Linked DNA regions of Mus musculus: region 1 is linked to region 2. The links are chromatin contacts, called in public Hi-C maps. All regions are on one chromosome and are shown on one strand. The core of a region is the stretch at or near the end of the contact, and the rest is flanking DNA. Distances in the headings are between cores, read along the strand shown. Region 1 overlaps Mad1l1 (MAD1 mitotic arrest deficient 1-like 1). Region 2 holds the start of Elfn1 (leucine rich repeat and fibronectin type III, extracellular 1).

Evidence for each region. A called contact is a pair of places that touch in the nucleus more often than the background predicts.
Region 1: a Hi-C map of rod photoreceptor shows a contact between it and region 2, with 1.7 times the contacts expected there. The contact joins the enhancer-like site here to the promoter of Elfn1 in region 2. A contact is called at or near these places in 7 of 39 promoter capture datasets (3T3-L1-derived adipocytes, the HPC-7 cell line, embryonic stem cells and 3 more), 3 of 484 Hi-C or Micro-C datasets (the N1E-115 cell line, nephron progenitors and rod photoreceptor), 5 of 115 datasets of contacts at active chromatin or transcription factors (embryonic hindbrain, embryonic midbrain, embryonic stem cells and 1 more) and 1 of 9 other capture datasets (pancreatic islet).

Annotation. Positions count from the first base shown.
Region 1 is chr5:140,006,570-140,010,459 of GRCm38.p6, reverse strand. It overlaps Mad1l1 (MAD1 mitotic arrest deficient 1-like 1), which reads left to right. Exons shown (of 18, transcript NM_010752.3): 18 at 1,186-1,771. The coding sequence ends at 1,344. Among named protein-coding and RNA genes, the nearest start is that of Gm30492, 87 kb to the left of the region's middle. Within about 2 kb of position 2,324, at least 13 of the 459 cell types and tissues checked have an H3K27ac peak or open chromatin away from gene starts, as enhancers often do. A contact at or near this core is called in the N1E-115 cell line and rod photoreceptor, where this site is marked.
Region 2 is chr5:139,905,828-139,909,855 of GRCm38.p6, reverse strand. Elfn1 (leucine rich repeat and fibronectin type III, extracellular 1) reads right to left here and starts at 1,990. Exons shown (of 2, transcript NM_001384186.1): 1 at 1,043-1,990.

The DNA.
Region 1 (3,890 bases), core at 1,075-3,574, 100 kb before region 2:
CATGCTTCTTCTTTGGAGAACCAGCTAATCTGCTCTGCTCCTAATTGGGCCCTCTGTCTTTCTGAGTCTTAAGTGGGGAGGGCTACCCCACTCAGACCCAAGGTTTGCGAGTGGTCCTATGTGGAGTTGTGACTTCTTGCCTGGCCTTGCCAGAAGGGGCTTTTCTCTTCTACCCAAGTGGTCCTTCTATATTTTGGGCCACTAAGGTATGGCTGGGCAAATTGGCAGGGGAGGCCCCAGGATAAGTGAGCGTTGGGAAAGGAAGGATGACGGGAAGGCCCAGGGGCTCTGTCTGCTTCTCCCAGCCCAGCCTGCATAGTGAAGGGTAGCCTGCCCAGACAGCCTGTAACCTGGGCAAACCCAGGGAAACTGCGCTCTGTACACTGCAGCTGTGACCCTGGCTGTAAGCTGCAAACCCACCTCCCCTTCACAGCTATCGATCGCAGAGCCATTGTGTCCTCCCTTCAGTTACACATGACATAAGAAAACAGGGCAAGATGGTGGGACTCATGGCTCTAGCTGCATTTGTAGCAGAGAATGGCCTAGTTGGTCATCAATGGGAGGAGAGGCCCTTGGTCCTGTGAAGGTTCTATGCCCCAGTATAGGGGAATGCCAGGGCCAGGAAGAGGGAGTGGGTGGGTTGGTGAGCAGGCAGAGGGGGGAAGGGATAAGGGGTTTTTGGAGGGGAAACTAGGAAGGGGGATAACATTTGAAATGTAAATAAAGAAAATATCTAAAAAAAATTTAAATTGTCAATCAATCAAACAGGGCAAGAATCAGTTAGAGCTCCAGAGTTCACCGTCAGGGCTAAACCTCCATCTCAATGCCCAGCATCCTGGCTTCAGCCTGGAAGATGCTCTGGGCTTGCTTCACCTCACCAGGTCAGGCAAGAAACAGCTGAGGATCCAGGTACTGGAATGGAGGTCCCCAGGAATCTGTAGCCTGTTGTAGTTGGGATAGTCCTGAGGCAAGACTGGCTCCCTGCTGTGAATCTCAGTTCCCTCTGCCTTGAACTTTGCCTCAGTGGGCAGCTCAAGCCTACTGAGTGCATGAAGCAAGCCAGGGCCCCTGTAGCTCAGGCTCCACTCTAGTGGCAGGCAACAAGCTTTCCACGGGGGGAGCATGTGAGGACAGACACCTGTCCAATAGCCACCGCTGACTCAACTCTCTTCTCTCCTCCTGCAGGCCACAGGACCCTCGGGCTCCAAGATGCAGCTGCTGGAGACAGAGTTCTCACGGTCTGTGCCTGAGCTCATTGAACTGCACTTGCTGCAGCAGGACAGCATCCCTGCCTTCCTCAGTGCGCTCACCATAGAGCTGTTCAGCCGCCAGACCTCTATCTAGCCTCTTCCCATGAGCATCTTCACTACAGCCGCTGGACCTCGGCCTAGCCTGTACCTGCAGCTTCTCACATGCAGCCCCCAGACCTTGAGCTAGCTCTTGGTCTACAGTTGCCCACATCATCCCCAGATCCCTTTGCCACCCATAGCTGCATCATGTCACAAACACTAGCCGTGGCCTCTGCTCAAGCAGCCACTGTCTCTTGTCCCTGGCTAGGAGCAAGCTACTGGGGATGACCAAGCCAGATCATACCCCACTACTCTCCTCCCCACCCCACCCCATTCTAGAGCCGCTCCACGTACTGTCCCAAGGTGTACCCCAGCCTCCAGTCCCATGCGCTGGTTGCTTAGGCTTCAGTGGCCAGACTGTAGCCTGTGTCCACAGTCTCAGACTAATGAAATAAAGTGCTACCTTTATCTTCCTTCCCGGATTGTGTCCAAGGCTCCAAGCTACCTCTCTGTCCAGGCCTCACCACACTGTACTGTGCTTACCTGGACGGCCGGCAGGCCTGCTCATACACACAGCCTGAGAGGCAGATGGGGTGGGAGTGCTCAAGTCCCATCCCTCTGAGCCGGGGTATCTCACTCCCTGCCTTGGTTCCTTCCCTGCCTCTCCCCTGCCGGAGGTCTCTGTGTCCAGTGGGTAACCCTCCCTTGCCAGCTCCCTGCAAGGGGCCCCACCAGGCCCAGCCATCTGTACCACATTCAAGTGTCCTGGTTAACAGGTTTTCTTTAGCAGAGGTGGAGAGGAGGGGGATATGTCTGGATTGTCCTGAGAGACAAGGCACCTGAGTGTACCATACCCCCTTCACATGCCTGCAAGAGAATGGAAATGAGACAGCCTGCCGGGAGCACTCAGACTTGGGCCAGAGAAAATTTTACTTGTGGCAGCACCCCCACCCCCACCCCCTCCACCCTCACCCACCCCGGCTTACAACAGCTCCTCACTGGGCCCCCACTGATAAATGAGTCTTAAGCTGCTAATGACTCACTTTAAGGGATTAGTGGCATGGTGACAAGCGTCACAGCCAGGAGGTAACAGGATTTGCTGTGTCCAGGCCTCCAGCTCCCCTACCAGGGGACCCCACCCCCACCCCCAGCAGCCTCCACCCCCTCCTGTCACATTCAGCTGGAGCTACAAATTCACCCACGGCTGAGCTCTTTATTGCCTGGTGCAAGGCCCTCTGGGATGTACAAATTGTGGGTGTCTCTCCAGCTCCTGACCCGTCCCAGGGACCACCAGGCTGTTCAGAGGCCAGAGTGAAGGTAACCAGGGCAGCCTCAGAATCGACCTACTTAGAGTCCCCGGCAGCGGGGACTGGTTGCACCTAGCTGAACTATCCAGCTCATAGCTGGCTCTCTCCCATGCCAAACTGGCCTTTCTCTGATCACACCTTTCCAGCTGAGTGGCATCAGACTGCAGGTTAGGAATGAAGGAGTCCTGCTCCAGAGTCACCTGTGGGTCTAGCTTCAGAGTCAGACATGGATGGTCCTCCTGCCTCCCAGCATCCCAGGTCAAGCACAGGCTGTCTTTATCCTCACACGGGCGGGAAAGGAAGACTCAAAGGCCCAGGAGCTCCCAGTTGAGAGCACAAGCATGCATAATACACATATGCACATGGTGCACCATTACACATAGAAGTTATGCACCCTATGCACATATGAGGCATGTGCTTGCATATGGAAACATGAATCATAACTGCATATGTGTGTATATACATTAGTGTACTTGGGCACCGGCTCTGCATGCATGAGCTTGTGCACATGCGTGTTTGCAATCTGAGTAGTACTTCTGCCCAGAGAGGGATGTGCTGCAGAGAGAGAGAGAGAGAGAGAGAGAGAGAGAGAGAGAGAGAGAGAGAGAGAACACCAACAAGTGGGAGCAAGGAGCCCCAGCAAAGTCTATATTTATAACTGTTTTCTGGTTAACTCTACCATTTGAATACGTTCTTCTTATCATTAAAGCAAAAACTAGTAAACCCCCAAAGAGACAGGCGGTGGAGGAAGGAGAAGCCCCTCCCTTGGCTCCCAGCCAGCCTCCCAGCCTGAAGGGCAGACCTGCATGCCTCTGCGTGGATGGGCGAGAGCGCCCAGGTTTGTTTCGTCAGACTCTGTACAGGAGTCTTTAATAACTGCTTTGTTGTACAGCTTGGTTTTTCCCAACAACTGTCCAGCCACTGGGTTTCATGGTTGAATCTGAAAGACACAAATCTCGAAGGTTCTCATAGGGCTTCTTGAGAAACAGAAACACCGACTCCTCGGTGACAGGGAAGCAAGCTGCCAGCAACTCCCGGGGCTGTTGCATTTCAGCAGGGGTGTGTGTGTGTGTGTGTGTGTGTGTGTGTGTGTGTGTGTGTGCAGCACATGTACTACAGAGCACAAATGGAGGTCAGAGGACAAATATGCCAGAGTTAGTTCTATCCGTCCTCCATGTGGGTCCATGAGGCATCTCACTACCCCCACCCCCACCCCCACCCCCACCCCCACCCCCGTGCCTGTCTTTAAAGCAAATGAATAGCCAAGTTCCAGGGCCTGGTTAAGGAGCATCTT
Region 2 (4,028 bases), core at 741-3,240:
TAGCAGGCTGGCCCGGGAGATTTCACTCCCATCCCCTTGTGTGTATGGGGGTGGGATGGGGGTGCAGAAAGGATGTTTGGATGTTGAGACATCGACCTGGGCTCATGACCCCAGGTAGTCACAGTTCAGAGCAGGCTTATCTGGGAAGAGAAAAAGTTAGGGGAGTGGGAGGTGACACCTCAAAGTCTGAGGGGAATGAGTAGAAGAAAAGGGGAGGGCAGGCGACGGAATGGGACCCATGAAAACTGAGGAGGGTCAGTCTCTGGCTGGGGTCTGGAAGCACCTCGCAGCCAGTGGTTTTCCCAGTCCCTACAGGCTCTTGTCAAAGGCGCCTGTTAATAACTAGAAGCCAGTTCCTTCCAGGGAGCTGGACAGAGCCCCGGCACCCGGCTGGGGTGGGGGTGCGGGTCTTACATTACCCTCCCCACGGCTCCAGCGCCTGGAGACCAGTGTGCAGAACGAAGGCGAGGTCCCACCACCCACTTTTTCTCCTCTTTGAACTACGAGTGGAGGTATTCGGACTGGGGGGGGGCAGCTTCTGGGCCAACTTGGGGCACTAAGGCCGTCCCATGCACCCTACAGCAGACCGACCCCACCACGGCCTAGGCAGCACGCTCAGCAAAGTTTCGGGTCCTCGGTGGTGCTTCCTAATCCGAGGTGGGGGCAGGGGACCCAAGCCCAGGCGCTCCGATCGGCGGAGTCGGGAGGGAAGTTTGTCCAGCCAGAGATCGGCGATCGAGAACTTCGGGTTTTGGGAAGGCGGCTGAGTGGAGGGCGCCCTGGAGCCTCAGACTAAACGCGCTGCATCTGAAACCCCCCGGGTGAAGAGGGGACTCGGTCCAGGTGCGGACGGCCAGGACACGGCGAGGGGGACTGAGGCGATAGGGGCAACCAGGGCTGCGGGAGCCGTTGGGGACTCCCGCGCCACCCGGGAAGCCGGCGAGAGCGTATCCTTCCTGCCCCTCCCCCTCCAGGGGCGGGGACCTGTGGACCCCACGTCTGCGGCAGAGGGGACCACCACTCGCTGCACACCCCTTCCTACCTGAACGGGGTTGTGGCCCCCAGGGTTGAAGGCTCGATCACCGGCTAGCAGAGCACGCGCGCCGAAGTCCCCGGAGCGCCGCGGTGGCGGTGGCGGCGGCGGCGGCGGCTGCCCCTGCTTCCTCCTCCTCTTCCTCCTCGGGGTTCTTGCTGGCTCCAGACAGACCTCCTCCCCCTCCCGCGTTGCCCGCCCCTCCCGGAGCCCGCCGGGCTTGAGGATCGGCCTCTCGCCGGGAGCGGAGAGGAGCCTGCGGGAGCCGGGCTGCGGCGCTCACTGCGTCAAGAGCCGGGGACCGCGCGATCGGAGCAGCCCCGGACCGGCCGGGCAGGCGGGGCGGCCGCGGCGCCGGCGACGCCGAAGGGGCCGGGCGGCTCCGGCTCTCGAGCTCGGGAGCGGGCGCGGCGGCAGCGGCCGCGGCGACGCGAGGCGGTGGTTCATTTTGTGAGCGCGAGGCAGGTCGGACGTGGGAGCCGCGCGGGGAGGGGACCGGAGCAGGGGCGGGGGCCGCTGCACGTCCATAGGTTGCCCCGGGAGGGGATCAAGGCTCCCTGAGGGGAAGTTGGCTGGAGCCGGGGGGACATCTCAGGACGCCGCAACACAGCCTCGCCTCCTTTTCCTGGCTTTGCCTGCGTCCCCTGCCCGCGTCCCAGGCCACTGAGCTAAGAGCCGTGGAGCCCAAGTCCCCGAGTGTCATGGGGTTGGGACCCTTCGTGGCGATGGGAGGTGGGTACGAGAGGCAGAGATGTGCACGCGCGTACAGTCACGCCTGTGCACACACACGCACCCGCAGGAAGCCATGTAGAAGTTGACCCCGAAGTCAGACCCTATGTAAGCGCGCGTGTCACAGCTCCACCCGCAGGGACGATTGTTTCACGGGGCGGGCGGCGGGGAGGGGAGAATCAGAGATGGTACAAGGTTGTCAGGCCCTCCGAGATGCAACATTCTCTCTTCCCACCAGGGACTTGCTCTCTCCTAAGGTCACCGACCCCCTTCACAGTCCCTCCTCTCTGCATTGTATGTCACCACCCCCTTGGGCTGAGAGGCCGGGAGGCGTGAGATCAGCCTGGCACCTTCCCATTCCCGGAAGGTTCCGAGTAGTGGATTCCCCTCCCACTAGCCTCTGTGTGTGTGGGGGGGGGGAGTTAATGTGTGCTTTCCGGGGATCCAAGTCATCCCTCTGGGGCTGTCCACCCTCCCACCCACCCCCACCCCCCACCCCCATGGTTCCAGGAACACTGACTGAGCCCGCTGGTATCCCATTCCCTACCGCGCCCCTTCCCCAGGCGGTAGCTTTGGCCTTGGGTTGAAAATCAAAATCAAGTTCAAGAGCGCCCTCGCCGGGCTAAGGCCTTGCGCACAGCTTTCGAGCCTCCGTGCGCTTGCGGAGCTGAAGGACCCCCCTTTGGGCAGAGTGGGTGCAACCCTTTTTGGACGCCTCCTCCGAGCTGGAGCACTCTCAAGAGCCAGGCTTCGGGACACAATGCCAACGAAGGGGACTGGAGCCGCAGAGTGCAGCCAAGTATACATAGTAAGGGGCGAGGAGAGGCTGGGGGCGGGGACTTGTCCCTTGGGTTGCCAGACCACCAGGGACCAGCATGGGAATAGCCTGAACCTTGGAGTAGCGCGGCCAGAGGACCAGGAGCTTCCCGAGCTCGGGTCCTGTGGCCTGTCCTGCGACTCGACTAGATCCAGCCTGCAGCACCGGCAGGCAGCCCACACTTGGCCGATCCTAGGCTTTCCCCAGCCCCATTTTTCCTTTGGAACCCTGAGGAGTGAGATTCCAGTTAGGGACTGAGGGTAGAGGAGGCTCTATCGTCTTTCCGGTGGATTCTTAGACACAGAGCATGGTGGTCAAGGACAGAGCTGTGGGTCTACCCTTGCTCAGACCTCAAGAGAATCCAGCCGGGACTGAAGGCTCCAAAGCCTGCTTTTAGGGTAGCTTTTGCCGGGCCCTTCAAAAAAACAAAAAACAAAAAACAAGCCAGGCACCCCTCAAGCTGGGAAGGCCACAAGCTAACCCCTGGCCAGAGCCACGGGGATGAGGCCAGAGCTTTCTCCTGGTTCTCTCATCTCCCGCCCCGCCCCCATTCCTCCCTTCCTCTCCCATTCTCCTGAGCCATGTCACTAGCAGGCATGTGTACATGACCCAGGGTGGACACTATGTATGTTGCACCCACACGTTTGCAGAGCAGGTTCACACCTAACGGGCACACCCCATAATTCACCCCTTAGCCCACCCTCATGAAGAACATGAAGTTCTGGCAGAAGTTCACACACATCTTTGCCGACGCCCACGCCTCCCCCCTCCCCACAACCAGGAACCTTACCAAGAAGTTATAGAGTAGGGCTTCAGTCGCCAAGGCACCCCAGCCTGCTCCAGGGTTGCACAAACCCCCGGTCCATACCTGGGTTTCTGTAGTGGTGTGCGACTGCAAACATCATTCCAGAAAGGCAAAGATGTCTATCCTGGGGTCTATCTGACAGGGTCCCAACAAAGAGAAGAAAGCCCTCCCTCTCTTTTACCTCTTTGCCACCTCCTCCCCCTTTTCTCTTTTACATCTGCCTCCCCTCTCCCTCCTCCTCTTGTCTTCTTACTCTGTAGCTCAGGCCAGCCTGGGACTCCAGTGTCTAGCTTTAGACCCCTGAGTGCCAGAACTATAGGCATGTACCAGCAGGCCCAGCTTACCCTTGGCTTTATTATTATTATTATTATTATTATTATTATTATTTGCTCCCAAACAAGGTTCCTGCATATACATCTACTCACAACACACACACATGCAACATACACAGGCCTCCTTGACAAGGTTGCCTATAGACTGGGCCAGATGCAGCCATGACAGCTGTCTTTCCTGAGTTGAGGGTGAAGGGGCCTAGAACAGTCTGAGAGGGGTGGGCCCTCTCCAATTGGGCACACATGGGACCCCAAGCTAGAGCTGCCCACATGATTTCTGCAGGCTGACCAGAGGCCCAACCAGCAGGTCGA